Linked DNA regions of Mus musculus: regions 1, 2, 4, 5, 6 and 7 are each linked to region 3. The links are chromatin contacts, called in public ChIA-PET, HiChIP or PLAC-seq, Micro-C and promoter capture Hi-C maps. All regions are on one chromosome and are shown on one strand. Each heading gives the region's core, a stretch centred on a gene start, on an enhancer-like site or on the middle of the called end of the contact. The rest is flanking DNA. Distances are from core to core; before and after follow the strand shown.

The links. Promoter capture Hi-C pulls out the DNA fragments that hold promoters and counts their contacts. A called contact is a pair of places that touch in the nucleus more often than the background predicts. ChIA-PET counts read pairs in DNA pulled down with a chosen protein or histone mark. HiChIP or PLAC-seq counts read pairs in DNA pulled down with a chosen protein or histone mark.
Region 1: a contact with region 3 is called in an RNA polymerase II ChIA-PET map of memory CD8 T cells, with 53 read pairs. The contact joins the promoter of Gale here to the promoter of Srrm1 in region 3. A contact is called at or near these places in 2 of 39 promoter capture datasets (cranial neural crest and hippocampal neurons) and 1 of 115 datasets of contacts at active chromatin or transcription factors (memory CD8 T cells).
Region 2: a promoter capture Hi-C map of pre-B cells shows a contact between it and region 3, with 2.6 times the contacts expected there. The contact joins the promoter of Mtfr1l here to the promoter of Srrm1 in region 3. A contact is called at or near these places in 2 of 39 promoter capture datasets (liver and pre-B cells), 2 of 115 datasets of contacts at active chromatin or transcription factors (large pre-B cells and pro-B cells) and 1 of 9 other capture datasets (embryonic stem cells).
Region 4: a Micro-C map of embryonic stem cells shows a contact between it and region 3, with 12 times the contacts expected there. The contact joins the promoter of Aunip here to the promoter of Srrm1 in region 3. A contact is called at or near these places in 1 of 484 Hi-C or Micro-C datasets (embryonic stem cells) and 2 of 115 datasets of contacts at active chromatin or transcription factors (bone marrow-derived macrophages and pro-B cells).
Region 5: a promoter capture Hi-C map of pre-B cells shows a contact between it and region 3, with 3 times the contacts expected there. The contact joins the promoter of Stmn1 here to the promoter of Srrm1 in region 3. A contact is called at or near these places in 2 of 39 promoter capture datasets (liver and pre-B cells), 1 of 115 datasets of contacts at active chromatin or transcription factors (memory CD8 T cells) and 1 of 9 other capture datasets (liver).
Region 6: an RNA polymerase II ChIA-PET map of memory CD8 T cells shows a contact between it and region 3, with 10 read pairs. The contact joins the promoter of Rpl11 here to the promoter of Srrm1 in region 3. A contact is called at or near these places in 2 of 115 datasets of contacts at active chromatin or transcription factors (embryonic limb bud and memory CD8 T cells).
Region 7: a contact with region 3 is called in an H3K27ac HiChIP or PLAC-seq map of cardiomyocytes, with 4 times the contacts expected there. The contact joins the promoter of Pithd1 here to the promoter of Srrm1 in region 3. A contact is called at or near these places in 1 of 39 promoter capture datasets (hippocampal neurons) and 3 of 115 datasets of contacts at active chromatin or transcription factors (cardiomyocytes, kidney and memory CD8 T cells).

Annotation. Positions count from the first base shown.
Region 1 is chr4:135,962,015-135,965,153 of GRCm38.p6, forward strand. Gale (galactose-4-epimerase, UDP) reads left to right here and starts at 1,711. Exons shown (of 11, transcript NM_001356493.1): 1 at 1,711-1,774. Hmgcl (3-hydroxy-3-methylglutaryl-Coenzyme A lyase) reads left to right here. Exons shown (of 9, transcript NM_008254.3): 9 at 95-654. The coding sequence ends at 196.
Region 2 is chr4:134,533,866-134,536,981 of GRCm38.p6, forward strand. Mtfr1l (mitochondrial fission regulator 1-like) reads right to left here and starts at 1,522. Exons shown (of 7, transcript NM_029759.4): 1 at 1,385-1,522.
Region 3 is chr4:135,351,362-135,354,773 of GRCm38.p6, forward strand. Srrm1 (serine/arginine repetitive matrix 1) reads right to left here and starts at 1,785. Exons shown (of 18, transcript NM_016799.4): 1 at 1,736-1,785. The coding sequence starts at 1,756.
Region 4 is chr4:134,509,749-134,513,077 of GRCm38.p6, forward strand. It overlaps Aunip (aurora kinase A and ninein interacting protein), which reads left to right and starts at 1,251. Exons shown (of 3, transcript NM_001081099.1): 1 at 1,251-1,421. The coding sequence starts at 1,344. Paqr7 (progestin and adipoQ receptor family member VII) reads left to right here. Exons shown (of 2, transcript NM_027995.3): 2 at 1-489.
Region 5 is chr4:134,466,369-134,469,638 of GRCm38.p6, forward strand. It overlaps Stmn1 (stathmin 1), which reads left to right and starts at 1,952. Exons shown (of 5, transcript NM_019641.4): 1 at 1,952-2,061.
Region 6 is chr4:136,051,967-136,054,938 of GRCm38.p6, forward strand. It overlaps Rpl11 (ribosomal protein L11), which reads right to left and starts at 1,427. Exons shown (of 6, transcript NM_025919.3): 1 at 1,382-1,427; 2 at 601-751. The coding sequence starts at 1,387.
Region 7 is chr4:135,985,595-135,988,703 of GRCm38.p6, forward strand. Pithd1 (PITH (C-terminal proteasome-interacting domain of thioredoxin-like) domain containing 1) reads right to left here and starts at 1,650. Exons shown (of 6, transcript NM_025411.4): 1 at 1,344-1,650; 2 at 798-841; 3 at 347-424. The coding sequence starts at 1,541.

The sequences.
Region 1 (3,139 bases), core at 461-2,960, 610 kb after region 3:
TTGCAGGAGGGGCCTGTTTGCTGTCATCTTCCCCTTCCCATGTCAACAGCTGTCTATGGTCTGTTTGCCTTACTTTATTCCTTACTTCTTCAAGGGTGTGAACCTCCAGAAACTTCTAGAAGCTGGGGACTTCATCTGTCAAGCCCTTAACAGAAAAACTAGTTCCAAAGTGGCACAGGCCACCTGCAAGCTCTGAGACCCTCGTTCGCCTGAACCAGAACGGAGGGAATTGGGTGTATACAATGATTCCTGGATGAAGAGATGGAATGAGAGCAAATGAGCCGGCATCACAGAGGTCCCTGTCCCTGATGATAAGGGCTAGAGCTGCCTGGCCTGGGCCAGCTCCCCAGAGCTGTGCCTAAGCACTTGCTTGGGATGGCCCTGGGTGAGTCTGCCTGCCAACAGAGCTGATGTCCACCGCCGCAGGGCCTTTGTTCTACCTCTGAGGACAGAGAGCAGTTTCCCCTTATGCCAGCAGAGCATTTGCTGGAATGGTGGGGGTTGATCTGCATCTGTGGTCATCTGCCAACGAAATCTCCACTCTGTGTGTGATTTTTTTGAAAACAGCTTATGTAATTAAAGGTTTAATTTTCTAATATAACATTCAAACGTGTGTTTATGGGTGGAGGAGTAAAATTGCTCTGAGGGAAGAGGGAAGGTTTTGTGGCTGGTTCATCTTTGGATCTCTTCCATCGCCACACCCAAGCCCCCAGACCACTGACTGGAAATCATTGCTGTGGGGAACACCCTAGGACTCGCTTCTGAGAACGTGCCTGTTTCCAGAGCAGGAAGATAGATCAGGAAGATAGATCTCTTACTGGTCTGGAACTAGCTAAGGAGACTAGGCTGGCTGGCCAGTGAACCCCAGGGATCCATCTGTATCTGCTTCCAGTGAGATAACAAACTTCCACAATGGTCAACTTGACAGTATTATTATTATTATTATTATTATTATTTATTCACGCGCTAGCTATCTTCAGCTTCCCTTTTCATAAACTCACTGAAATTCTGCTGGGCCTGAAGACCTGTACTACCAGGAAAGATTTAGCTTCATTTATGTATTTGTGAGAGAATGCCAGCTATGTATGGTATGTGCAACGGAGGTCAGAAGCGGGCATGGCATCCTATGTAATGAGAGGCGGTAGGTATGTGGGTGCCAGAAACAGGACTCGGGGCCTCTGCAGGAGCAGCCTCCCGAATGCTGGGATTAAAGGCGTGTGCCACCACCGCCCGGTCCCGCTTTGTATCTTAAACCGAGACAAAAGTGTCTTGAGTCCCTATACGGGGGCAGGTGCGCAAACACAGCTTTGGGGGAGGGAGGCAGCGGCTCAGCGATGGGCACAGCAATTGCTACTGTGAATGTCAAGGTTCCTTCGCCATCGCGGGTTTCTTCCCACGTGAACTTGGACGCAGCCCGGGCCAGCCATGTCCTCCAACTGGAGCTGCCCGACCAAGGGTTTGACACAAACAGTGGCTCTGAGTGGAGGGACTAGAAAGGGCCCAGTCCCGACCTTGTTTCTCCTCAACAGCCCGCCGGTAACCGGATGGCGTCCGCACCCCTCATTTCCGCCCTCGATGGAAGCGCACTGCGCAGGCGTTTAAAGCCTGTGCAGACCATTTGTCCCTCCAGGGTTGCCGTCCAGGCAGTAACCCAGTACACACGTTTCCTGGAGGGCGTGGAGGGGCGGGGTCGGGCTGGGCTGTCAGGTCTTAAAGGGGCCGCGGCGCTGGTCGCGGGAGGCGGTGCCTGGAGTCAGCGCTGGAGCTTCCGCAGGTTCGGCCGGTAGAATGAAGGGCTTAGTGAGCTCGGAAGGGCCAATGCTTGGTGGGGAGCGAGGAGGTTCCAAGAGGGTCGGTTCGTGTTCGGAACAGGGCCAGGCTCACCCCTTCTGCTCGCGTTTTCCGCAACCGTAGCGGGGGCCACCCGAGCCCATTCATTCGGGGCTCGGCTCCCCGCTCCTGCTCCCAGCCCAGACCCGAAGTCCAGAGCTAAGCTCCGCCTCGCCCAGGCTGCTGAGACCCAGCATCCGCTCTCCTGCCTTGTACAGACAGGGAAAACTGAGGAGGGGACCGCTGACCAAGGTCATCCCCTAGTCCGGAGCGGAGCGACCTCAGAGCAGCCTTTCTGCCACCAGAGTCCCCTCAGCGACCGCCTCCCCGCGTCTTCGCGCAATGCGGGAGCTGCAGGGAGTCGCGGGGCATAGTCTCGGGGATCCCCCTTAGTCAGTTCTTATTGCTGTGTGACCCCAGGCCGACTGCCTCTGGGCTCAGACCCTAGTACCCAGGGCTGGTAGAAACACCTGCCACATCCAGATGTTGGGAAAATAACGCACAAGTGCGGGGTAGTGATTCTGGGTCGCACTGGACGCCCCGTCCAGTGGGCTGCAGCAGAATAACCCCAGCAGAAACTTGAGGCAGCTCGGAGAAAGACGGCAGCGAGCCAGGTCGTGAAAATGAAAGGCCTCACTGTGTGGACTGCCTCTCTGTCCGCCCAGCAGTTTGCTCAGGGTGGGGATGCACACCTGGCAGCGGAGAGCGAGCCAAATCCACGTCGACACCGGCTCACTTGGTGCTGCCCTCCTTGGGCGGGATCTGTGGCTCCAAGTCAGCTGGGCCAAAGCTGAGCTATTGGCTGCCCCAGGGTGGGGTGAAGCCCTACCCACTCCAGGGCTGTTGGCACTGCAGCCTCTGAGCTGGGCACAGCCTTCCTGGCTAAGGACCCCACCCTTGAGGCCATTTGGCGTTCTTACTGCTTCCTCCCAACTGACCTTCCAGGGGAAGGGTTGTTGGAGCACTAGATGTTAGTCATCAAACCCAGGAACCTTTTGCTCCGGGGAAAAGGTGTCAGTTTACAGGGACAGGTCCCTTTTTCTGTATCCTAGCCTCCCATTCTTAAGCGATGTTCTTCTGCCCGAGACTGTCCATACTCCAGACATGGAGGCAGGAAGGGTGGGTCTTCAAAAGGCCCATCTTCCCACCCTCTGTCAACAGGAACTAGACAGCATGGTGTGTCTGATGTCCTACATATGCAGGTGGCAGACCTTTAAACTGCTTCATTGGGCCCTCCTAATACATGGGGTGTGTACAATAATTAGTTCTAGAGGTGAAAACTGTGCCCTAGAGAGAGTTCAAAACGTCA
Region 2 (3,116 bases), core at 272-2,771, 820 kb before region 3:
AAGAACTTGTCTAGCCAGTCACCAAATGGCTGTTCAGTGGACAGTGTCTAAAGTCTGGTCCAGGTTCTGATATGTGCAGCCATGTTCAAGCCTACAAAGTCCCTGTGTGCCAGACTTCTTGCTAAAGGCCACTTAACTGTGCTACTCCTGCCATTACGCCCTCTCCTGTCCTGCTTCATCTCCAAAGACTCCAACCGAATCTAAACCTCGGGTTTAACAAGCTGCCGGTTCTATTACTCTGGTGTTTAAATCTTTCAACTCTCTTCTAGACTCCACAGTCCTGCCAGCAGGATATACCCCATCTTCCAGCTCTCTTAAGACCAAGCTCTAATACAGTTTGGCAAGTACACGATCTGCGACCATACTCACTCCCTAGTCTTCTGCTGGGGCCATGCTACTACCGGGCTACCAGCTCCCAACACACCTATCTGTGCCCCAGTCTATACCACTGCCTCTGTGGGACCCAACTTATCCAGCTTATCTCAGTCCCTCAGCACCCAGCTCATCCATCACTCTGTCCCTGGCAGCCTGGGGTTCGCAGTTCACTCCGTGGCAGCCTGGATCGCCTTCCGAGGGTGCTCAAAACAGAAATGGAAGTAACCGAACGGCCCATATCCCGGCCTCCGGCAGCCGCTGTAAGCACTTGGCTTGCTTTTAAGAAACCGCTGTAGGCGACACTAACTTGGCTTCGAGGCCCCGCCCCCCGCGTGCCCGCTAGACGCTCTAGCCGGTTCCGCAGCCCCGGCTCTCCCTCCGCACATCGGCGCTGCCGCAGCTCCTTCTGCGCTGGCCGTGCCCGCGTCTTCCCGTGCGGCCACTCTCGGCAGACCCTCTCTGCTCCGAGAGCGCCTCGACCCGGCAGGTCCTGGGCCAGGGAGAAACTTTAGCCCAGCGGTGCCCGGCGGACACCCGGGCAGAGCGCGCGAGGGTCTCACGAGGCGCCGGTGGCCAGCAAGATGCAGCCCCCTGCGCCCTCAACGACGGGTCCCCACCCCCGCGACGGCGACCCGGCCCGGGCCAAGGTCGGCCAAGTTCCTACCGCGCGTCCAGCGGCCCTTGGACCCGCGGGCCGGGCCGGGCCGCTCAGTAGCCTCCAGGCCGGCGTAGGTCCCAGATACGCCGCGCGGCCCGGGGCGTACCGCGCTCCAACGGCTGGGGCGACCCCAACCGCTGGGTGACACGGCCAGCAACTACGCCTGGGGACCAGTGCCCTCACCGAGGGGGGCAGACAGCGGCGACTCCCGCGAGAACTTGCACGGGAACAGGGAACGCGTGCTCCCCTGCGCCGGGACGGAGACGCCGGCGACGGCCCAGGGCGCTCACCGAGCCCGTCTCCTGTGGGACCCCGCATCGGGCTTAGCCCGGACTCCAGCGCCACACTCACCTCAGCCCCTCCTACCCCAGCGGGCGGCCCGGCCTCGAAGTCCCTCACTTCCGCTGACCCGCCTCCGGAAGCAATCATTTGCAGCTGCGCGGCGAGCACCACGCCCAGGAGAGGCGGGCCTAGAGAGGGGCCCGGAATGGACGCGGGCTCTGAGTGGACGGCAGACCGGCCAGGAGGCCACACCCCTCCCCGGGCCACGCCCTCACCCCTCCGGGGGAGGGCACGAAGTCTGTGCGCGCATCCCGCTGGAGTTTTCCTCCCAAGTTTAGTTGCTGCCGTAGGAGTTGCTTCCCGTGTTTAGTGTCAACAAACTTCTGGGAAGCGGTAGTCTGCCAGTGTTGCTGCTCAGCACTGGAAATAGTCCATACTCCTGCTGCAGATCTCCGAATCCTCTCATCTTGGCATTTCAGCCTTTCCTATCTAGTCTGGACCCTCGTCCCATTTCATGCTCCCCCAGATACATCCCCCAGCAAAAATGGCTGCTTTCGCCTTTCAGGCATGCCCTCCAGTGCTTCGGAATAGCTGTCTTCTATTTTAAAGTTCTCTGTCTCACACACGCTCATACACGTACACACGTGTGCAGCATAGTTCAGTCTGTTAATGAGATGGGTGGATTGATGGCACTCGGAGACACCAAAGCTCTCAAGGTCGCTCTTTCTACCGGTCTCCATGGCATCCAGTTAATGGGCATACACTTTCTTCTCTGCACGTGGCTTTGCCTGACTCACCAGTTCTCCCAAAGCCTATAATCCCCACCTGCCAGGGACAAATCTTTTGGATTCGTGGGTGGACAGCTTTGTGCAGTCACAATGGGCATTATGCCCAGACCTGCCTTACTACACCCATACATGCTTTATTTCTCTATTGTTGTCCTCTGGAAATTACAGTTATATGTTGCTGAAGAACGGGTACTCTTTGGGAAACGTGTCCTTAGGTGACTGAGTTACACAAACATTATAGAGTGAGTACGTACACACACCTACAGAATATACTACATCCTAGGTGAATTGGTAAAGCCTATTGCTCCAGGCTACAAAAACCTGCACAGTTGCAACTGTGCTAAATCCCAGGGAAGTTGTATCACAATTGTAGACATTTACTTCTAAACACCGGTAGGGCACATGCCAAGATAGATAGCTGGAATTTCTCAGCTCCTTTTTGATTGTTGGGTATCACTGTCAGATAGTCTATCAGCGACAAAGCCACTGATAGAACCTAGTGGGGAAACCCCCACTCAATTCCCGATTCGGTGTGCACCCAAAAAATCACGAAGGACCATCTTGATGGAATTAAATGAGGTCGTTTAATTACGGAGCTCCGGACCGACATGCATCCCACACAGGAGATAACGGATGTCGGCCACGAGGCTGGAAAGCTAGGGGTTTTTATGGGGTAAGGGGCTTAGGGGTGTGGAATTCAGCATAGCAACACACTATTGGCTTATTCAAACATCAGGAGAAAAATTACATGTACGTGCAGGGTGTCAGAGTTCTGTGAGTTGTTGACTCAGTTCAGATAGCCCTGTTATGTCCTCACATTCCTCTTTATCTTATGGTCAAGATGTTCCCAGGAGTGTTTTAACTACGGGGAATACCCAGGTTTGTTTTTCTCTTTTCTCAGCCCCAGACAGCCTCTAGGCTCACAAACAACCAGCAATTTCTGAGTACTTTATATGACTTACAGGTCTTGAAATTTCATCTTTCTTTCACCACCACTGTGTGGCATCTGACCA
Region 3 (3,412 bases), core at 535-3,034:
TGAAATTCTAGTACTGAGAAGTCAAGGCAGGACTCTCTAGGTCCAAGGCCAGTTTGGGTTAGAGAACCCAGTTTCAAAACACTTCAACTGCCCCTGCCCCCAAAAGACCCAACCCAGGGAAAACAAAACTACTTCATTTAAGTAAGTGTAAAAAGAATATTTTAAAAAGTGGGTTATTTTCCAGATCCTGTCCTTTTCAAAGGACATCTTCGCCTGAAAATTGACATATCGCTTTGTTTTAGTTCTTCAATCTCCTTTCCACTAGAAATAACTGACAAGCCTGGCCAGGGTGCAAGTCTTCATTCAACCCCAGCATTCGGGAGGCAGAGGCACACAGATCTCTGAGTTCAAGGCTAGCCTGGCCTACAGACTACAGAGTTCCAGGATGGCCAAGGCTACACACATAAACCACTTCCTGAAAAGGCAAAACAAAAACTGAAGGGGGTGGGGGGAGAAAAAGAGACAATTGACAAGTGAAAGAAACCTTCGACTGTTTTTAAGTGTTAACTTCGGTGCCATAAGAAATGAGTACTGACTACAAAGGTTAAGTGCCTAGTTTGTAGTGCAAGTATCTGAGGTGCTGGAGATAGACCCCAGTGTCTTGTTCATACTAGGCAAGCTCTCATGAACCACATACAAGAAGCACCTTTATTATCTCCCTCCTCCTTCCCCCGCCTTCCAATTTTTTCTTTAAAAATGCACACAAACTGTAAACTATATGCTTGATTCAGAGAATGCAAAACTCTAAGCAGTGGTATGACAGAGAGCTGGTATCTGGATTTTTACCAAGCTGTCTTACAAGGTTCTACTCTGCATTACAAGAATCAGCGATTCCTAAAGGGTTTGTTGCTACTTTTAATCCCACAAGTGTACGTTCCCATACATCTAGATCTCGACCTGTAGCTACTTTCCTTCCAAAGTGGACCTAATAAACTGCCTTACTGTGTGGGATCTATGTACCACCTCCAAGGTAACGTCCCCTGCCTGGACATGGGCCGCTGGGAAAGGGTGCTAGCGAAGAGCGGGAAGCGCGACGGAGTCACAACCGTAATCTGTCTCCACCCTCGCACACACCGTTCACTCCAAAAGCCTCCGATTCAAATGTTCCAACTACAAATTATCTAAGCTCCCCTCCCCGAAGAGCTATCAAATTGGGCGGGAGCGCTCACGAACTCTGACCCTGCGCCGCCGGGAAAGCTTAAGACCCAGAGGGTGGACGCTGTACGTCGGGGTTTGGGGGGGGGGCACCCATTTTCTCCAAAGCTGCCACTAAAAAAAAAAAATAATAAGGCCCCTTTCCTCAAACACCTCTCAGGACGGAGCCCCAAACCATACAACCGGTACCCCGCAGCCGCCCCGGGCTTCCCACCGGCCTCCCCCTAAAGACTTCCTCCTTGAGGCTCCGCTAGGCCCCGAGCCCGGGCGGCCGGCGCGGCGCCCGGCCTACAGGGCCTCGCCAGGCGGCCGGTGAGGTTCGGCTCCAGCCCATTCCCGCCGCCATTTTCCGGCCACCGCCACCGCCGCGTAGGGGGGGACGATCCCGGAGGAGGAGACTGCGCAGGGGCGCACCGGTCTCGGCCGCAACGCCGAGGCCGGGGGACGCTGCCCACGAACCCCCTCGGGGTCTCTAAGGCCTTCCTCCGCGGGCCGTCCTGTCCGGGATTTTGAGCGCCTCCCCCTCGGGTCTTACAAACAAGCCTCTCGCCTCTCCCCGGATCCCCGCGCTCGGACTTACGCGGAAGAATCCCGCGTCCATCTTGCCGCCTCGCTCGGAGATCGCTCCCTATCCCAGCGTGCACCGCGCCGCCGCGACGGAGGGCGGGACCGGCAGAAGGGAGCCCAGCGCCGGGAGGCTGCGCGCGCCGCTACACCCGCCCCGCTCCGGCGGGCCTGCGGCTGCGCCTGCTCAGTGCGCCACGAGAACGACGCGCATGCGCAAGCGCACCAGGGCGGCAGCCTTTCGCTAGGAGGGGAGGCGAGCTGGGCGACTGGAACCAATGGAAAGAGGAGGGAGAATCTTTGGGTCGCCCAACCCTACCGATCTTTTTTTTTTTTTTTTTTTTGTGGCGCATGATCAGCGGTGTTCGCGCGACTTGAGTTGATCCTTCCTTTGATCCGTAGTGGGAGGATGTGGGGAGTTGAAGGGAGATGGGGGGCGGGGGGGAAGCCTCAGTCCTGGGGTGCATGGGTAGTCATAAAAGAGAATGCTTGCTTAGGGGCGGCCCGATACGCCAGTTGTTGTCATTGTGAAAGTTGAGCTAGGAGTGGGTTTTGGGAGGTTGCCGGCGGGGTTGAGCCTGCAGCGTCAGCTCGTATGAAGCCCGCGTGTTCGCCGGATGTGCGTCGCATCTGGCTTGTTCTTGAGGTGTCCATTGGATACCTTTCTGTGCTTCTGCTGCGAAACCACGCCGAAGGGCAGGAAGTGGAAGAGGGCCAAAACCGGCCCTTTAATGTGCTCACCAAGCGCTTTCTCTCCAGAAAAGTTTCTCTGGGGCCACTTTGTAACATTCCATCTTTCACAGACACGCGCACCTCTAATGCTTTTTCATGGAAAAGTCGGGAAGTGGGCATGTCTGCCCTAGGAGTGCTAGTGTAGAAACCCGAATGTCTCCAGGCATTTTTTTTTTTTTTCTTTTCCTGGCTTTCCTACTTAAAGGGGGTTGACTTTCCCATTTGAACGCCCACAGACCAGATATGACTAGGTTCGTCTCGTCCATCAAAATCATCAAATGAATCGAAATAGCAGGGAAATCAGAGAGGCTGTCTTTGAGCCTTCTCTGTCTCTGTAGATGGCAGTAGCTTTCCTTTTGTTTAGGACAATCTTGCTGTTGAGAGTCCTCTTTCCTGCACACCCCACTCCCAAGCCCTCAGGAAACACACATGCCACTATGATGGAGGCCCAAGGTCCCTTATCTGAGTTGAACTCCTGCACTAGTTCTGTCACAGATAGCCCTGTTCCTGACCTTGCCACCCAGCATCCATTCTGAAGGAGGCCCGGATGCTGAACGATGCTGTTGAAAACCCTAGGTATCTCTGTGAGTTCAAGGCCAGTCTGGTCTACAGAGTGAGTTCCAGGACAGCCAAGGCTACATAAAGAAACCCCATTAAGTACAAAGAAAGGACGTTAAAGAAAGAAAGAAAACCATGGGCACTTGTCTGCTGAAAAGTCTCCAGTGGTTCCTCACATTTTTTTTCCCCTCCAAAAGTCAAAATTGCCCTTTCCTTGATCCCTTGTGCCTCAACCTCACTCCCTGAATTTCCTGCTGCCCAAGGTTTGTACCGGTCTCTGAGCTTCATGAAACCTCTGACTGAGATAGGCAACAGCAAGGTTACTTGGTAATCCTCAAATTCTACTCAAGTGTCCCCCAGGAAAAAGGCTCACGCACCCTCCACCCCCAGCTTTTATCACCTG
Region 4 (3,329 bases), core at 1-2,500, 840 kb before region 3:
TATATTCTAAGGGTTTTCGTGTAATACATATGAAATTCATATATAAAATTTATATAAAACCAGACATACGAAAAGTTACAAGAAATATTCACCCAGGGCTGGAGAGAGGGCTCACTGGTTAAGAGTGTGTCCTGCCCTTCCAGGAGATCTGAGTTTGATTTCCAGCACACATATTGGGTGGCTCACAATCTCCTGTAACTCTAAATAATAATTACAAACTTTCTTTTAGTTCTGCTTTGAACTGACAGAGATCTGCCTGCCTCTGTCTCTCAAGTGTTTGCATTTAAGCCTCCCATGCCTGCTAGACAAGCACTCTAACAAATGAAGTTACAGCCTCATCCCTGGATTCCAATTTTGTTTCTTTTGTTTTTTTTTTTGAAACAGTGTTTCTCTGTCCTGGAACTTGCTCTGTACACCAGGTTTGTTTTGTAACTCACAGAAATCCACCTGCCTCTGCTGGGATTAAAGGCCTGTGGTTCCACCACCCAATTCCTTGATTCGATTTTTTATTTCATGTTTTCAAAGATCTTCCATGTATTGGCTCAGTTACTCTTACATGCCAATTAGTGGCAACCCCTAGTGTCGGGTAACCAACCACTGGGTCAGCCAGGGACAAAAGGGTTTAGAGTGGGGTCTAGAACCTGGCTCCACTGCTCCAGGAGGGGAGGCTCTGGAGTAAAACTGTGCAGTCTGAGACTGGAGAGATGGCTCAGCGGTTAAGAGCACTGGTTGCTCTTGCAGAGGACCCTGATTTGATTCCTAGCTCCTATATGGTGACTCAGAAGAGCCTATACTCTAGCTCCATCCTCGGAATCCTACTCTTCTGTCCTCCATTTACACCTATGCTCATGCGCGCATGCCTACAGACACCCCCCAACATAATTCTTAAAAATTATGCATAAATATATTTACATAAATATATCAACACAATATATTAATATACACTCACTTATAGAGTATATGCATGTATTTTATTTTATCATGTATTCTATAATACTTATATAGTATAGTCACAAATTATATGAGTACATATTATATATGTGGATACATATTACATATTATAATATGTATTCATATATATATTTCTGAAAAAAAGTGCAGTCCTGCCAAACCAAACTTGGTAGTGACCTACACATGCAGAGGGTGCAGAGTCCACACAGGAATGAAGAGCAAAGCAGGAAGAGCTCCCGGGAACCGCCCGGCTTCCTTAGCGCACTGGGCGTGGTTAGGGGCGGGGCTTACGTCATTACGGCCGGGCAGAGCCCTGCCTCCTGCAGTGGCGGGAGATCTGAACGCGGGTTGGCGCTAACGCCGGCTGCAGTGGTGCGCGGTGCGCGGCCGCCATGAGGCATAGAGGGCCCGAGGAGGAGGCGTGTGGTGTGTGGTTGGACGCGGCGGCGCTGAAGAGGCGGAAGATGCAGGTGGGACGCCAATATTGAGGCGATACGCGGGCTTTGGGGGACGCCTGAAGGGAGGGGGTCGGCATAAAGGGAGGACGGGATTCGGGGCGACTGGCAGCGTGAGGCCTTTGAACTGGCGCCTCAGGCGTCCTGTGGCATGCTGGGAAGGGCTCCACGACTGGTCACCTACAGGGTGCGGTCTACCCAGTTTGCCAGAACCAGCAACATGGAAAATGCAGATCAGATCGGGGATCTGGCCCAACATTAAATGAGCATCCCTGGGGTGCTGGAGACTAATTGGGCGTTTAATATGCGTTGGCTGTGTCATTAATCTTTTTTTTTTTCACTAGTGAAAGAGGGTTGAGTAATCCAGGTTCCCCCAGTTCGCTTATTACCAACAAGTGTTAGACAATTGCTTGTTTAGCATCTTATGCTGGCCGTTGTGTTTAGGGTTTTAAGTAATATTACCTTGTTTGGTCCAGCTATATGCTAGTATCAGTCCAATTACCTAGGCAGAACATGATATGTCCCCATAAGTAGTTTCAAGAGAAATGTGACTTTTGGAGTTTAGAAAGATTGCTGTTGATTTGAGACTATTAAAGCAGATTGAATGGAACAGGTGGAGATCTGAGATTTAAATAGTATGATTAGCAGTCTAAAGAGCAGCTGTTAACCATTTTTTGCTGATGAAAAATTGGAGATTCTTGGTTTTTGTTTTGTTTTGAGCCAGGGTTTTTTTTCTGTTATGTAACTGGCTATTCTGGAACTCACTGTGTAGAGCTGGCTGGCCTTGAGCTCAGAGATCCACCTCTTTGCTTCCCTAGTGCTACGATCAGCGTGTGCAACCACACCCGACTGAAAAATTGAGGATTCTTAAAGTCATCTTACAACCGAAGTCATTTTCTTCCCCGGGGACAGCGTTTCTCTGTGTAGTCCTGGCTGTCCCTGAGCTCAGAGAGCCACCTGCTTCTGCTTCCCAAGTGCTGAGATTAAAGGCCACCATTGCCTGGCTGAAGTAATTTTTTGAGGGTAACAAACTTTCACATTTTTTTCCTCTTAACATTTTTGGAGCCGGGCGTGGTGTCGCACGCCTTTAATCCCAGCACTCGGGAGGCAGAGGCAGGCAGATTTCTGAGTTTGAGGTCAGCCTGGTCTACAAAGTGAGTTCCAGGACAGCCAGAGCTATACAGAGAAACCCTGTCTCGAGAACAACAAAAACAAACAAACAAACAAACAAACAAACAAAAAAACCAAACCAAAAAAAAGAACATTTTCGGAATAGGTAATAAATCGATGTGTTCTGAAATGTAAACATATAGTCTGTGAGATATACTCCTGGCTTTGCCTGTAATTAACACACACACACACACACACACACAAATGCATCTTTTTCCTATTTACAAATAGTTGCATGCTATACACTGGCAATTTGTGTATATTTAGGTTTTTTAAATTATTTTAATGATATCATTGTGTGTGTGTGATATGTACAGGAGTACAGGTGCCCACGGAGGTCAGAGGTGTGAGAGACCCTCCCTGAAGCTGGGGTTACAGGTAGTGGTAAGCCACCTGATATGGTGCTGGGAATCGAACTCGGGTCCTCAGGAAGAGTCCTGTGCGCTCTTAACCACTAAGCTGTCTCTCCAGGCTGTCCCCACCTACCCTGTCCCCACGGATGTCTGTGTCGGTGACTTTGGAGGGGGCAGTAGTTGCACGCACTTGTGAGCTGTGTGATACGAGCACTGGTGTAAGACCCCCATGCTGGACCTCCGCTCAAGTCCCGGGATGAGCTGGCCAGCACCCCAGTGACCGAGAGAAAACCACACCCGAGGCAAACCGCAAGAGGTTTTATCATCAGCTAGCTGAGGACGAAGTCCCAACGCTGTGCAGGGCACCGGAGCGGACAGCAGGGGGCTTTTAACAACTAGC
Region 5 (3,270 bases), core at 702-3,201, 880 kb before region 3:
ACCTTAATTCCATCCCCCTGTCCTCCTAAGCAGCAGTGAGAACCTTGAGAAACTCTTGTCACAGATGTCAACAGGAGCAGACATCTAACCACAAATCCAGAAGCCAAAGGGTATCGCTAAAAAAGATGAAAAAAAAAAAAACCTACATGAGTTCTAACATCTACTCCATTCTTAGCTGTGGTTTCCATGGAAATAGACATCTGCTCTAGGGAGAAAGGTGTGTGTGGGGGTGGGGTGGGATGATATAAATGCTTCAAAATAATCAGTGTTTTGAGAGATTAATTCTCCTCTGTCACAACATTAATAGAAATATGAGACTTTTGCGTGGCATATCTTGTATTTGAAAAAAAAATGTATCACATGGGTGGGATCTTGCACACACATCTCCAAATCCAATACAAAGACTTCAAGACAAAGTGCTGGTTCAGAAGTTCCCGAACCTCGTGGCTATGGAGGTCTCTGCACATTTGTGTTCCCCCAGCTTCTCAGTTTTCAGAAAGGTCTAATCCTCGTTCCTGTCCAGTTCTAAAAATGACTTCAGGGATCCATTCTGAAAGTTGAAGCATCAGGCCATTGTGAGACTGCGTTCTGAGAGGGAAAAGCCTTCCACTGCGCAGAACTGGCTCCTGTTGTTCACATGCTAAGCAAGAACCACTTAGACTGGCTGGGGCGGGGGCAGAGGGAGACTGACCCCACGCAAGGGCAATTGCTGGAAAATATGCCTCTATAAGCATATTCCAGACAACTGTACTTTGCCAATTGCTTGCTTTGTACGTTGTCTGCACAATACAGTTTTCACTGTCCTGTATGCCTATTGTATTTTATCTCGGGTGCTTCCCTCTTGGTTAAGCAGATGTAGGATTGTTTTAAAATTAGGATTGTTTCCACAGAAGCTGTTGTATGTATGGGTTGGCTTTTGAGAGACCAAATCCATTAATAAAATGGTAAACCCAATGAAGAGTTTCTGAGCAGGTGCTTTGGGGAAATGACCACCTCGTGGGGACACAGCTTTGGTCAGCAGAGAGAAGAGGTTCTTAGACAGACAGGGTCACGCTAATTTCCTTTGTGTCTCTGCTATAGTTTTGCTTTATCCCGGCCAGAGGGAACCGTGACCTTGTGGCTCCTTTTGTTTACATTCTCAAAGTGAGCCCAGCCCCGCTCTAGGGAGCACGTGCTTTCAGAACAAAAGGAGCAAAGTGTATCTAGAACTGCCATCGCTCTTCCCTTCCCTTTCCTGTCACCGCAAGGCTTTAGCAGTCCAGATGGAGTCTGCCTTTAAGCTTAGTGGCTTTGTTAAACCCAAGATCAGATTCCAGAGCCTCCCGCTGTCCTGCCTAGATCCCAGTGTTTCCAGCTCGGGAGGCTGAAGGGTAGAATGCAAGTGGCCAAGGGAAGAACCACGCCCGTAATCTGCCAGTAGGAAATGGGTTAGGGACTGCGTTGTTGCGCTACAGGTGACAAGCTGCCGTGTGTCCGTGATAGGACACCGAGGGTAGAGGATCGTGCAGGGGCGTGGAGTGGCACTATCTTGTCACAGGGTTTCGGGCGTTTTAGGCGACCGGGAGGGGTATGGCATCAAAAGGGATATTGCTTAGGGAGCCAAATAAACTCCTATGGCTGGGTAGAGGTAGAGTCCAGTCGGTCGAGGTCTAAAAGAAGTAGGTTAGGACCGACCCCTCCCCTGCTCCTCACCTCGCCCTGCAGTTTTCCTAAAGAGAGTCCCATAACCGATTCAGTCCTGCGGCCGCAGCCAAATGCTCTTCCGATCAGAGACACCCCACCCACCCACGCTAGTCCCGGCTAACACCTAGAGAGACCCCCCACCAGGAGTGCCCCACCCCTAGCATTGTCCTCCTGCCCCCCTGGCCCGGACTACAATTCCCGAAATGCTTCTCTCCAGAGAGGCGGTGCTCTCCAGGCTTCGGGGCGGGACTGGCACGTGCCGTCACCCGCAGCCAATGCGGAGCGCCTGGTCTGGGTCACGTGCCGCTGTTTGGCGCTTTTGTGCGCGCCCAGGTCTGTTGGTGCTCAGAGTGTGGCCAGGCGGCTCGGACCGAGCAGGTGGGTGCAGGCTTGGCTTAGGCGGAGGCTACGGCGGGCTGGGGAGCAGCCGGGAACGCGGCGGGTCCCCCAGCCGGGCACAGGAGATGGGCGGAGACCCCGAGCCCCAGCGGGTGGGGGGCGTTGGTCTTTTGTGTGGAGCTCGGGCGGAGCCTTGGCTTTTGTCCCTATTCCCTGGAGATGCGGGCTGGAGGGGAGGGGGCGCGGCCAGCGCTGGGCTTTAGCCCGGGTGCGAGCGTGGAGACAATAGGAGGCGTGAGCCGTCCTCTGCATCTACCGCCCGGCGGGCGCGGCTGTTCGGGGGGTCCCCATTGTCTGAAGGAGAGCGAGGCTGGGGGCGCTCGTGCTGCTGAGGGGCGGCGCCCGCCCGGTCTCCCGGGGCTTCGGGGCGGTGGTCCCGGACAGCTCTGGGCACTCCGTCAGTGGGTGAAGGCCGTGCGACCGAGCCCTCTACAGCCACCCCAGGGCTGCGTGTCCGCGAGGTGTTTTTGGCGGGAGTTGGGGGGCAGACGGCCGCGCGCTGCCAGCCCGAGAGGGGCGGGGCCACCCCGGAGGACCGTTGGCCCCGCCCATTCTGTCGCTGCCCACGCGCGCGGGCTCCCGAGCGTGGAGAGGTTCGCGGAGATTCGAAAAGGCGCGGGGAGCCGAGGGGCGGGGCCAGGGGCCGGAGCGTAGGGCGTGTTCTGATTGGCCCGGGCCGCCAGCCTGCCCGCCTGGGCCAGGACCACGCCCATGCTGTGTAGTCTGCTGCGTTGGGTGCTCTGCTACAGATAAATGCATTTTTTTTCGTTGCTTCGTTTTTGCAGTGTCTAGTGTTTGGAACCTTTAGTCATACGCTTCGGGGCTAAAAGAATGGTGATCTTTTTAAAAAAAATACTCGAGAACTGTTGAAAAAAATGTTTGCGACATAAGGCATCAAATGTGACAAACCTCAGGCGGGTGTGGTGGCGCTTGTCTGTAATCTCAACACTCAGAAGCTGCCCCCCCCCCCCGCCCATGTATGCATCGAACATGGAACCCAGGGCTTTGCAAATGTTAAGTGTTAACCCAGTGGGCTAAACCCCACCCCTCTACCCTGAGGAGGCTGAGGCAAGAGGATTGTAATTTTACAGCCAGCCTGGATTAAGTAGACCCTGCCCTCAAAAGAAACCTAGAGGTTCATACAACTTCATTTTCTCACTGTGAGGCTAGTAGCTTAAACCCTAGGAA
Region 6 (2,972 bases), core at 177-2,676, 700 kb after region 3:
GCTTCAGCCTGGGTAATGGGGTTACAGTTGTGGGCTATCAGGCCCAACCAATGATTATGCTCTAATTGGGAGACTAAAACTGACAAAAGCCAGTGTTTTCAAAATGCTGACTGTGGTCCTAAGAAACAGTATCCAAACCCAATCACAGACCACCCACAACCACACTAGCAACAGACTCCATGTTTCTAGCAAGGTAACTCCTGTCATGTGGCCAAACAAGGGAATCACAATTCATTTTAAGTGAGTTGAGGCAGAGCCAGAAGTTAAGAAGCACTGGTGGGGGGGTGTTGGAAAGATGGCTCAGAGGTTTAACAGGTTCTGAGGACCTACACGGTTGTTCACAACCAACAGAAACGGGATCTGATTCCCTCTTCTGTCATGTGGGCATGCATGCAAACAGAGTACCCATGCACACACACACAAATACAAATAAAAGCATGGATAGGACCTCATGCCAACAGTGTACGGTATTAACCCTGTTCTTAGCTGTCAACCAGGCCCACGACAGCTCACGTTATAAGTCCATTTGCACCCGTGCTCCGGTCAGATGAAGCAAGCTTTCCAGATCCACTCCTCTCTGGTCAGCCCACCGCCACTCACCTTTGGAGAACACCGGGGTCTGGCCTGTGAGCTGCTCCAACACCTTGGCTGCCCGGGTCAGTCTGTCTCCGCTCTCCCCGACGCAGATATTGAGGCAGAGCTTGCGGATGCGCAGTTCCCGCATGGGGTTCTCCTTTTCCCCTTGATCTTGCTGCGAAGAGGGACACAGCCATCAACACCCTCCCGCCCCGTCAGAGACGAGAAACAGCCAAGGTCTTCTCCGCTCTGACTTCTATCGTCCCGGATCCCGCCTAAGCCCTCGGGACCACCAAGGTCTCCGCGTTTGGAAGAGAACGAACACAGAGAGAGAGCCTGAATCCCAAGCGGATCCACGAGTAGGGAACAGACACTAGAGATCGTAGAAAGTATACAATGTAACCCTAATCAAAACTACAGGAAGTACCGGCCTCTGCGCCATGCCGTCCCCCTTCCCAAGCTAGCACGGGTCCTGCGAGTAGGACTCGCAGAAACTCCCCAGCACCACACAAGCTGCAAGTGTCCCCTTGGCCCCGCCGTGGACCTCCGCACGTCGCGCTCGCACTTCCGGCAGCCCCCAGACACTGCGTCTGGGCCCTCGGGGCTGCAGACCTGAGCCCCATTCTTAGGATGGGCGGCGATGCGGCGGGGGTGCCCCACGGCCGCCCAGTCCCGCCGGGCTTAATGCCAACAGCCTCGCGGGCTCCGTCCTCCTCCGGCCACCCGCGAGACAGCCGCCCTGGGCTCCGCCGACTGCGGATGGAGACGGATGAAAGCGAGGCAAAGCCAACTCTCGCCTACTCACCGCCATGGTGGAGAACAGGAAGAGAGAGGGAGACTTCCGGCCCCGTGGCCTTATGGGTCAGGAGGCGGGCTTTTCTTCTAGGCAGACAAACGAGGGGAGAGGGGGAAAGAGAGGCATAGCTGTCGTGGCGCTGCCACCTCTAGTGGACTGTCCTCGAAACTGCAGTCATCTTGGGCAAAAGACTAGGTCGTGGGTTGTCCGATGCTGGTATGTTCTTGAGTCCATGACTCCAAGAACAGTCTCAGAACCTGGTGGTTCTTGAGTGATGTCACTGCCCAAAGTCCATTAAATCAGTTGAGCAAAGGGCTAGAGAGAAGGCTTTACAGTTAAGAACAAAATTCCCGGCATGAACACGGTATTTCAAAACTGGTTGTGCCTCCAGTTCCAGGGAGACAGATCCCTCTTCTGGCATCTACAGGCATCAGGCCATGTGTGCATACAGGCAAAACACCCATATAAATAAAATAATTTTTATAAATAAATAAGCTGAGACGCCAGGCAGTGGTGGCGCACGCCTTCAATCCCAGCACTTGGGAGGCAGAGGCAGGTGGATTTCTGAATTCTGGTCTACAGAGTGAGTTCCAGGACAGCCAAGGTTAGACTGAGAAACCCTGTCTCGAAAAACAAAAACAAAAACAAAAACAAAAAAATCAGCTGAGGCTGGAGAGACAGCGCAGTAGTTAAGAGCACTTGACAGCTCTTCCCAAGGTCCTGAGTTCAATTATCAACAACCACATGGTAGCTCACAGACATCTGTAATGGGATCTGATGCCCTCTTCTGGTATGCAGGTGTACATGCAGATAGAGTACTCATACATAAAATAAGTGCGAAGATAAAAAGAAACCATACAGATTCTAGACCCTTTACTTTGTAACTATGTTAACAAGTATACAAATCAGAGTAGTGGCTTAAATCAGCTGTTCCAGTCTGATGCCCTTGTCTTCCTTCTGAGGACCCCAGGCACACACTTACAAGGACATATGTGCAGGAAAAACTTAAATACAGATAAACTAATAAATAAAAAGTAAATTTTGAAAATAAGAGTCCTGAGCTGTGAATACAGGCAGGTGTGGGTTTGATCCAACTAGCTAGTTACTAATTAAAATTACTTCTGTCTGTTTTCCCCTTGTGTAAAACAGCTACTTCTGTGTCATGGGTTACTGTGTAATTCAGTGAAGTATGTAAGTTGTTACTTTTATAATTAAGTCAAGCCTACAACATCCAAGCAACACCCACCTTCCAAAAGAAGTATTAGACATGGTAGCTAAAAAGAAAAAGGACATCAGAGGTGAGAGAGAGAGAGAGAGAGAGAGAGAGAGAGAGAGAGAGATCTGACAATGGCTTACAGATGCTTCTGAGAAGAGATCATCAGTTACAGACTATAGGACACGCCCCCTTCCAGGGTTACATTGAATCCTCAGAAGCTGAACTCAAGGATGAGGACCACCAAGATCCACATCCCAGGCAGATGCTGGCCTTCCTTGAGTCAGTCAGTTTCTCTAACATGAATGCATGGGCAAAGAAGAACACAGACGCCTTCGGTAGAAAAAGGGCCTGCCCTCTCCTTCCTGCTGCCCCCAGTACCCTTCT
Region 7 (3,109 bases), core at 400-2,899, 630 kb after region 3:
ACCCATCTGTAACTTGGGAGGTAGGAGTTCAGAAAACAAGAGATCCTGTCACAAAAATGAAGGCGCATGCGCGCATGTGTGTGTGTGTGTATGTATATGTGTATATATATACACACACACACACACATATACATACATCTTAAATTATTTATGTAATTAATTCAAGAAGCACTACATGCATTTCAATGTAACTAAGAACAAGGCCAACCTGTTGTTGAACTCTGATCCCCCATACTTGATGCAGCAAGCCCTCTAACCCACTGAGCCATCTCCATATCCCTGGAATAAAATATACCAGCAAAAGCTAGGTGGGAGTCTCCCGAGGGCCGAAGCCCTCACTACTCACAGTCTCATCTCCGAGGGGTGCGAGTCATCATCCTCGCCCATTATGATGACGCCTTTCAGCTTGACATTGCCCGTAAACCTGCCAGAATTCCAAAGAGAAGGTTGTCTACCTGGGATTGAACCCTGAGGACCAGCAGCCATGTGACTCTGACAAGACCCTTCCCTTTTAGCTCAGCTGACTCATCTGCCACCTGTAGTCCTTTCAAAGACCCTGTCATTCCATACCTCCAAGAAATGTAATCACCTCAATTATAATTCGACAAATGCATGTGTAGTCACACACACACACACACACAAGCTCCTATACTTACTTTCTCAAACCCACCAAAGAAAATCTACCCCATTTCTAGACACAGGTGTGCACTCTTGACATAGCCATCAAATGAAGTCATCCGAAGAGACAACTGGGTACAGCCCAGTTTGCCTGAGGCAAGAGCCAAGGAGATACTTACGGAATATTAAACAGGAGCTCTTCGTCCGCATCACTTTCAACAAACTGCGGTGCATGGGGAGGAAGCAACAGATATCTGCTGAGAAACTACAATTTCAGGCATCTGGCCTCCCTGTTCTACAAACTGAGTCGCGATGCAAATGGACCTGTCCCAACAACCCGCGCCCAGGTCCTCATAGCTGGGAGCTGCTCAGTCTCCATATTCTAATCACCACGGCCCCTCTTAGAGGGATTCTAATGGGGGTTTCCCAGGCTGCGAACTCAAAAGACCAGTGCTTCTGTGTACCCTTCTGGAGAACCTTCAAATGGCTCTCAAAGGGGTCTGGGTTCCAGGTTAGAAGTACGGATCGCGACCCCAGGCCAGGTGAGGCCATCGGACAGCCATCTGGACCAATGGTCAGAGGAAGAGACAGCAGTCCTCTCTGCTCTCCTCCCTCACATGCCCTCGCCGCCTCGGAAGGGAGGTAAAGCGCCCACCTTGCTCCTCTGGGCCTCAGTTTCCCTGTCTGTCTACCCTGCGAGGCCCCGGGGCTCCCGGGCCGCCCACCTTGGAGCGGTCGGTCCGCTCCTCCCACGGCTTGAAGACGCCGCGGCCGCTGCCCTCGCGGCTCTCGTTGAGGCACTGCAGTCGCTCCAGGTCGATGCGCAGGTACAGCCCGTAGGCCAGGCCGCGCTGCTCGGGCGGCTCCTCGCGCTCAGCGGCGCAGCGACAGCCGCCCCCGCCGTGGCTGTGGCCGTGCGACATGGCGACGCCGCCCGCCGGCTCGCCTGTGACTCCCTCGGCACCGCCGCTCACCCGGAGCTCACTCGGCTCCGCGACGACCGCCAAGCGCCGCCACCGAGGCGTCGTAAAAGGCGCCCCTGCGCGGCGCATGCGCGCGCGGCCCAGAGGGCGGGGCCGGGAGGGATTGACGTGGACCTGCGCCAGCAGAGCTGGACGCTGGCGGTGTCGCTCAGTGGTACCGTTCAAGCGTGGAAACTGTAGGGCTGGGGACGCGTGGCAGGGACGCGAATCCTCCCCTCCCGAGCCAAAGCGTGCGCTTTCTTCCCTAGCGGCCACCTTTCTCCGGCGTGGTGGATAAGGCGGGGCCGACAGCACAGCAAAGCTTGCCTCCTCTCTCCCCCTGACGCCCTGTTAACCTCATCTGTTTACCCCCTACTTTCTCCCGCCTCTTTTCCTTCTCTGTCTCCTTTCTCCGCCTTTCCTTCCATATTTTTAAGCTAGTTTCTCATGTGCCCCAGGCTGACCTCAGATGATCTATGTACCTTCAACTCCTGACCCTCCTGCCTCCAAATCCCAAATTCAGGGATTAAAGGCACGCACCACCAAATCTGGTGTTAGATTTAATTAGTTACATTTATTATATATCTATCATGGGTCTATCTATCTATCTATCTATTTGGTGTCTTCTGTGGCTTATCGCGCTCTTTCCCTTAATAAAGTGTCTTACTACCTAGTTTTGGCTGGAACTATCTACTGAGCCTGGAACTCACTGTGTAGATCAGACTGGCATAAAACGCAACAGAAATCCATCTGCCTCCGCCTCCGGGGCGTTGGGATTGAAGGCATGGGCCATCCTGCTCAGCAGCATCATATTTTTTTGATGCAGTCTCTCACCGGACTCGAGGCTCACCATTTAGACTAGGCTAAATGGTCAGCGAGCTTCTAGGCTCCACCCTCCAAAGCTGGGCTTGCTGCTGGGCCTGTGCTTGGCTTTTATGTGACTGCTGGAGATTTGAACTCTGTCCTTGTGTTTCCACAGCAAATGCTCTTAGCCGCTGAGTCATCTTCATAGCCCATAGCTACCTTCTTGATAGAAGGTATACTCACCACCAGACCTGGGGTGAGAATGCTGGGTCTGTCCCTGACGGTGTGACACTAGGAAAATATCACCTTTTCCTATTCTGAGTCATTTTTCTCTGTTCCGTGGGCAGGATAGTATCTGTTGAGTAGTCACACTGAATAGTAAGGGAAGAATGTGATTCAAGAACTCAACATGTGGGCTGGAGAGATGGCTCAGTGGTTAAGAGCACTGACTGCTCTTCCAGAGGTCCTGCGTTCAATTCCCAGCAACCACATGGTGGCTTACAACCACCTGTAATGGGATCCAATGCCCTCTTCTGGTGTGTCTGAAGACAGCTACAGTGTACTCATATACATAAAATAAATCTTAAGGGAAAAAAAAAAAAAAAAAAAAAAGAAGCCGGGCACAGTGGAGCACACCTTTAATCCCAGCACTCGGGAGGCAGACTGAGTTCGAGGCCAGCCTGATCTACAAAGTGAGTTCTAGGACAGCCCGGGCTATTCAGAGA